2 separate regions of the Mus musculus genome follow, and region 1 is linked to region 2. The links are chromatin contacts, called in public HiChIP or PLAC-seq maps. All regions are on one chromosome and are shown on one strand. The core of a region is the stretch at or near the end of the contact, and the rest is flanking DNA. Distances in the headings are between cores, read along the strand shown. Region 1 overlaps Pakap (paralemmin A kinase anchor protein). Region 2 has its middle 24 kb from the start of Pakap.

What was found. HiChIP or PLAC-seq counts read pairs in DNA pulled down with a chosen protein or histone mark.
Region 1: a CTCF HiChIP or PLAC-seq map of the NIH/3T3 cell line shows a contact between it and region 2, with 10 read pairs. The contact joins two enhancer-like sites. A contact is called at or near these places in 1 of 15 datasets of contacts at CTCF or cohesin (the NIH/3T3 cell line), 2 of 484 Hi-C or Micro-C datasets (embryonic stem cells and muscle stem cells) and 1 of 115 datasets of contacts at active chromatin or transcription factors (bone marrow-derived dendritic cells).

What each region holds. Positions count from the first base shown.
Region 1 is chr4:57,650,534-57,654,169 of GRCm38.p6, forward strand. The region is part of intron 4 of Pakap (paralemmin A kinase anchor protein); the gene reads left to right. Among named protein-coding and RNA genes, the nearest start is that of Gm52699, 30 kb to the left of the region's middle. Within about 2 kb of position 1,853, at least 38 of the 459 cell types and tissues checked have an H3K27ac peak or open chromatin away from gene starts, as enhancers often do. A contact at or near this core is called in the NIH/3T3 cell line, where this site is marked.
Region 2 is chr4:57,542,486-57,545,944 of GRCm38.p6, forward strand. It overlaps a transcript of Pakap not described here. Among named protein-coding and RNA genes, the nearest start is that of Pakap, 24 kb to the right of the region's middle. RefSeq lists an enhancer at 1-3,459. Within about 2 kb of position 1,471, at least 98 of the 459 cell types and tissues checked have an H3K27ac peak or open chromatin away from gene starts, as enhancers often do. A contact at or near this core is called in the NIH/3T3 cell line, where this site is marked.

The DNA.
Region 1 (3,636 bases), core at 603-3,102, 110 kb after region 2:
TTTCCTCCCTCCCTCTCCCTCCCCCTCTCCTTCCCCTGACTGATGGAAGTCCCATCCTTTTTTTCTCTCTAGTCTCTCTCCTTTTTTTCTGCCTAGTCATTGGGTGATCAGTTTTTATTGACAGGGCCAAGAATAAATGGTAAGAATTGTTTACACAAACTTGAGATGGGAGATTCTTGATGTAAGCATTACAATGCCATGCCTGGATTAAAACATATGAAGGCAGAGAAATCAGCATTTGAATAATGCAAGGATGACCTTTACACAGTACACAGAAACTACGCCTACAGGAGTGTGCTGTAAGAGTTGGGGGTTCAAATGGGCATGGTCAGCCACAGGAAAAAAATAGAGCAGATCTTGCAGAGCAGATCAAAAGTGGTTTTGAATCAAGAGAATGAAGAGCTCATGTATACGTGTGCAGGACCTTCTTGGAGCCCTTGGAAGAGGGCGATGGCCAAGACAGAGGAAAGGAACCATGGTGGGCTGTAAGAGTGAGTGGCTAGGCTCTGGGTCTGGGGAGGCTTTGCCTGCTCCTGTCATGGTCTTGCCAGGCATTGAACTCGTGGGCCCTGGATGTGTCCCAGGGTAAGCTGCATCCTATAGGCTACTGTGTATGAGCAAGGCTGTTGTGGGTACCCCCTCCTCCTTCAGACCTCCTGGCTGAGGACATACTTCCTACTCTGGAATTTGATTTTGGTTTCCCTTCCTCTTGTCATCTCTCCCCTGTAGATTGAGCCACCCTTGTGCAACATGCTTAGAATCAGAGATGTTTGCATTTGGGACTTTGCAGTTGTTTTAATTTCAGAATCTCTGCCAGTGTACAATGAGACACCTTGGGGATAGAATCATGAAATGTGTTTGTTTCATACACAGACCTTATACATAACCTGTAGATAACATTGTACAATATTTTAAAGTAATTTTTCGTTTGGAACAAATTTTGCACATTGACCCATTGGAGGAAAGACTTGGAGAGGTCTGCCTGTCTGTGATCATGAAGATTCAGATGTGGGAACATTTCCAGTTTTAGGCCTTCAGATTAGGCATGCTTCTCCTCTAAAGGCTTTTGTGTCTTTACATCCCAGTCCCAAGGGAAGAAAGGGGCTGCCATCCCTCATGCCGTAAGGAACACCCATTCCCCGGAGATACTTTCCTGTGGTTGGGCGCAGTTCGCTTCTGTCTCACAGAGGACTATCGGAACAGCTGTTGAGCTCATGGTTCACATAAGCTCTCTGCAGTGTGACAAAGTCTGAAGATGGGCTACAGGACTCTGCTCTCTTTGGCTGAGCTCAGCTAAATGGCTCTAAGCTGTAGGTGGGATGCATCTGCTTTTATTTTCTGCGCACCAACAGGCTAACGGGCTGCTCTTATTATCTTTCTGTGGCAATAACAGAGGATCCAGAGAGCCGAGCAAAAACAAGGTCTACACTTAGAGCTGTCCGTAAGTGAGCCTCTAAACATTCTGGCAGCCACGCCCAGTCAAGGAGAGGACACAGATGACCCACTCTTGGTGGGAAAACCACAAATAAGAGAAGCATAAAAAGATGAGGGGTGAATATGTCCATCATCCACAAGCATGACTGTTGAACTGAAAAAAAAAAAAAAGAAGCTTCAGAAAACTAAGAAAGAATTGAAACTCACAAAGCAACAGGGCAGAGGCAATGAGAGAAAGGAATAAAGAGAAGAGGAGAGATTTGGAGGTCCCATCCAGAACTAGATATTTATTGAACAGGAAACCCAGAAGTGATGCCACAGTGCCCTGTGAAAAGGGAATTTGTGCAACAAAACATTGCTCTGCAGATCACAGATCGTTAGCTCTCCGCCCACTGGTCTGAGTCACTCCCAAGAAATGCATTAGATTCTCTTAAAAGGGACACGTGGTTCTGTCTCCCAATGCTAAAGTAAGCCAGGCATGGTGATGGGTTTTTTGTAGTCTCTGTATCCTGGAAGTGGAAGCAGAAGGATCAAGCAAGGTCACCCTAGGCCAGCAGAGGCCATATGAGATCCACCCTTCACAGAGACTGGGTTACAGCTCAGTTGGTAGAGCACTTGCCTGGCAAGCACAAGACCCTGGGTTTGATCCCTAGCACCACGCACACTGGTTATGGTAGTGCGCATGGTATGTATGTGTAAGAGGAAGGGAAACTAAAATCAAATTCCAGAGTAGAAAGGATGTCCTCAGCCAGGAGGTCTGGTGGCTCAATCTACAGGGGAGAGATGACAAGAGGAAGGGAAACCAAAATCAAATTCCAGAGTAGGAAGGATGTCCTCAGCCAGGAGGTCTGGAGGAGGAGGAGGTACCCACAACAGCCTTGCTCATACACAGTAGCCCATAGGATGCAGCTTACCCTGGGACACATCCAGGGTTCACGAGTTCAATGCCTGGCAAGACCATGACAGGAGCAGGCAAAGCCTCCCCAGAATAGAGCCTAGCCACTCACTCTTACAGCCCACCATGGTTCCTTTCCTCTGTCTTGGCCATCGACCTCTTCCAAGGGCTCCAAGAAGGTCCTGCACATGTATACATGAGTTCTTCATACATATACATGCCATATACATACGTATTCATACCTGTATACATACCATACAGGTGTAGTAGTGCTCTCAACACTTGGTAGGTGGAATTGGGAGGGTGATCATCTGTAGGTCATTTTCTGCACCTAGAGAATCTGAGGCAGTCTGGACTATGTGAGACCTTGTCCCAAAACCAAAACAAACCAAAACAAATCAGAAAAAAAAAAAGACTTAAGGAAGAATAGAGCATGGTAATCAAAGAGAACATGCAATTTCTATATGAAAAAAAATGAGAATTAACTTGGGTCATTTGGTTTAGAGAAAGAAGAGGGGTGGTGGCCCCACAGACCCTCAAGTGTGTCTAGAATTCAGGCAGTGTCTTGCTTCTTTATGATTGGGTCAATCTGAATACGACAGGGTTTAAATAAAGCACGAAGACTTACGGCTTGGGTTTGATATGACCATTCCCCTAGACATTAAGAAAAGATAAAATCATATGCTTTTAAAAATTGTTCACAGCCTAGAGCAGTGTAGGAAATTCCAGGACTTTAGCTGCACTTTCTCCCACAATGTTATTTATACAATGGAGGTGCCTTGGAATGGAACGTCTTCTGCCTTTCAGAACTGGTGGTGGTGGTGATTAGATTTTTCAGGATAGCTTACTGAGAAGGAAAGACAAAGGAAGGAGGGATGGAAGGAGAGAGGAAGAGAGGAAAGGAGAGGGAGAGATGGCAGGAGGGAGGGATGGGAGAAGAGAGGGAGGGAAGAGCAGAGGGAGGTAAGGAAGGGAGGGAGAATGTACCTAGACTACTCAAATCTTGGGCAGTATAATTTACCTTGGGGAAGTTTTTAAAAAAAATAATCTATAGGCTTCATTCCAGAAATTTGGATTCTGTGGCACAAATAAGGAGTAGTTCCTAGCTCAGTGGGTCTAAGCACTTGTTGCCAGATCTGGTAACCTGGACTCAATTCCCCAAAGCCATAATGATAGACGAGGGCTCACCCCAAAGATTGTCTCCTAAACTCGAAAGGAGCACTGCAGTGTGTGCATGCTGGCCACCCTCACTCACCCACGCCCACACACAACTTATAAAGATGCTAAGCTTATTCCCTATGGCTGTT
Region 2 (3,459 bases), core at 221-2,720:
GTGGGATTGCAAGCTGGTACAACCACTCTGGAAATCAGTGTGGCAGTTCCTCAGAAAATTGGACATAGTACTACTTGAAGACCCAGCTATACCACTCCTGGGCATATACCCAGAAGATATTCCAATATATAATAAGGACACATGCTCCACTATGTTCATAGCAGTCTTATTTATAATAGCCAGCAGCTGGAAACAATCCAGATGTTCCTCAACAGAGGAATGGATACAGAAAATATGGTACATTTACACAATGGAGTACTACTCAGCTATTAAAAACAATGAATTTATGAAATTCGTAGGCAAATAGATGGAACTAGAAAATATCATCCTGAGTGAGGTAACCCAATCACAAAAGAATACACATGCTATACACTCACTGATAAGTGGGTATCAGCCCAGAAGCTTGGAATATCCAAGATATAATTCACAAAACACATGAAACTCAGTAAGAAGGAAGACCGAAGTGTGGATATGTCGGTCCTTTTTAGAAGGGGAACAAATTACTCATGGAAGGAGATACAGAGACAAAGTGTGGAACAGAGACTGAAGGTATGACCATCCAGAGACTGCCCCATCTTGGAATCCATCCCATATACAGTCACCAAACGGAGACACTATCGTGGATGTTAACAAGTGCTTGCTGACAGGAGCCTGTTATAGCTGTCTGCTGAGAGGCTTTACCAGTGCCTGACAAATACTGAGGTAGATGCTTGCAGCCAACCATTGGACTGAGCACAGGGTCCCCAATGGAGGAGCTAGAGAAAGGACACAAGGAGCTGAAGGGGTTTACAGCCCCATAAGAGGAACAACAATATGAACTAACCAGTACCCCCAGAGCTCCCAGGGACTAAACCACCAACCAAAGAGCACACATGGTGGGACTCATGGCTCCAGCTGCATAGGCAGCAGAGAAAGACCTTTTTGGTCATCAGTGGGAGGAGAGGCACTTGGTCCTGTGAAGGCTCTATGTCCCATTGTAGGGCCAGGAAGTGAAAGTGGGTGGTTTTGTGAGCAGAGGGAAGGGAAGGGGATAAGGGGTTTTCAGGGAAAACCAGGGGAAACCAGGACAGGGGATAACATTTGAAATGTAAATAAAGAATATATATATATATAGGTGTGAAGTTCATGTGCATGTTTCTAAACATACCAGCCAGGAAGCCCTGAATTTTGCAGGCAGTTCTGTTTCATTTGTTTGCAAGTGCCTTTTCTGTGCATAGTGTACCCCCCCCCCCACACACACACCAAAAGGTCTAAGAAGTGAAGGGGACTCATGGTGTGAGCATTTTCTGTCCATATCCCTGGGGGAGGGGTCCCTTTAGTACTCAGTTATTCAAATGTGTATTCATTCTGGAAACATTTGAAGGATGTTTACATTGAAACCAGATGCCGGCTCCACAGACGGGGGAGGGGGGGCATTTCTGTGGCTTTTACTACTTCTCTCAGGGTTCTCAGTGGGGTCTTTGTTTCACTCAGGAGGCCAAAGAATGTGTCTTTTGTTTGTTTTTCTTTGCCCTGAGGGCTGGCCAGCCTCTGGAGAGAACCCCTGGCCATGCTGAGATTTGGCTAGTAGCCCTTTAGTTTTGCTTCTGAAAGTCACACCCACATTTGATGGTTCAAGGTTTCTGAGTGGCTACGTGCCTGGGCTTCTCCACAAGCTCTTGCTCTTTTCCCTCCTCCGTGTGCTTGAGGTTTTTACAGAGGTCTGGGCAAGCACTCAGCTCATGCTCCCAAATCGAGACGGTGAGCTCCTGCAGGAAACCCAGCAAAATGAAGCTAGGACTTCTAAAGACGTTGGGACCCTTCAAAAAGGCCATCAGCAACCGCAGCTTTTATTTAGTGGCTGAGCTGAACGCACAGCCAGGTAAAATGCTGGAAGGTCCATTTGTTCAAGGTCTCCAGCAATTGGTCTGAGGGAAGATGGAGAGACCTGAGTGTCCTTGATCTGAGCTCTTGACAGTGGAACATGTAGCAAGAACCAGAAATGGAGAAGGTTTAAGAGAAATTTAATGGCAGCAGAAACGTTTTCTAAGGAACAATGGTCTGCTTATGCTTTTGTTTGGTCTGACGCTTCTTTTTATTTATCAAGAGAAAAAATTTTTGAATACCTAATATATACTAACCAGACTATGTACTAGGAATAGAAGAACCCACAATAGTATAGTGTAAAAAATATAATATGGAGAAAAGAATATATATGATGGTAAGAAATCAGAGAAAGGCACCTGACGTAGACCAGGTAGTCTGTTGGTCCAAGAGTTCTCAGGATGGAGGTGGCCCCTAAGGTGAGCATGCGTGGACAATTCCTAGACCATAACTTCTCAGACGTTCATGTGCTTAAGTATCACACAGCAGTCAGTCTTGTTTTATGGATGATTTCAATCCAAAGGACTGGGAAGGAGCCTGACTTCTGCTTTCTTAGGATCTGTGAAATGTCAGTGTGCCCTGGCTAGCATTGACTATCGACGTGATGCTGCCTGGAATTACCTGTGAAAGGCTTCAATAATTATCTTTTTATTGGTTTGTTTTGTGGGTGTGTCTGTGAGGGATTGCTTTGATTACTAATGGATGTAGGAGAGCCTAGCCCACGGTGTGTGGTACCATTTCCTGGGCAGGTCAGGACCAAGGTGAGGATGGGCCTGAGCATACTAGCCAGCAAGCAGAATGTCTCCTTGGTTTCTATCTTATGTTCTTGCTTGAGTTCCTGGCCTAGCTTCCCTCAACGATGGACGGTGGCCTGGAAGTATAAGCCTAACAAACCCTTTCCTTCCCTAACTTGCTTTCGGCCAGAGTATTTTATCACAGCAACAGAGAAGTAACTAGACTAAGTAGGAAGGAGCTAAATGATGACCTGATATCAGAAGGGGGAAAAGGACACGACACAAATATCTCAACCAAAGGAATGTCCTGTCCAAAAAAGGAGATGGAGAAGCCCCTTGCCTAGGAATGGAAGTGTACAGATGAGCTTGACGACAGCAGCCGGGACAGGGTCACAAGCAAGCTTGATCACAGAATTCAGGACATGGGGATTTTTTTCTTCTTCTGAGAGTAAGAGGAGTACTCTTAAAGAGGTTAAAGACAAATGATGTCTAGAAGCACTTCATTTTAAAAGGGTCTCCCTGTCTGCCATGTGACAGTACCACACTAAAGATAGGAAGAGTGTTGTAGGAAAACTGTGCTGATCTACTTGAAAAAAAAGAGAAGATCTTGAACCAAAATCATGGGGAAATCAAACACCCAACTTCTGAAGGTTACAGAGCTGGATCTTGAAGTCTTTTAATGTCTGTCGGATCCTACCCATCTCTTAATAAACAGCATATTCAATATCTACATGAGTTAATTGTAAATGAGTCTTGGTCCCTATGATACACAGACAGGTATGTAACATGAACCTGAAAAGTGTTACACACATTTGTAAAGATATGTACACAGGTGTCTTGATTATCTCACACTCGTAATTCC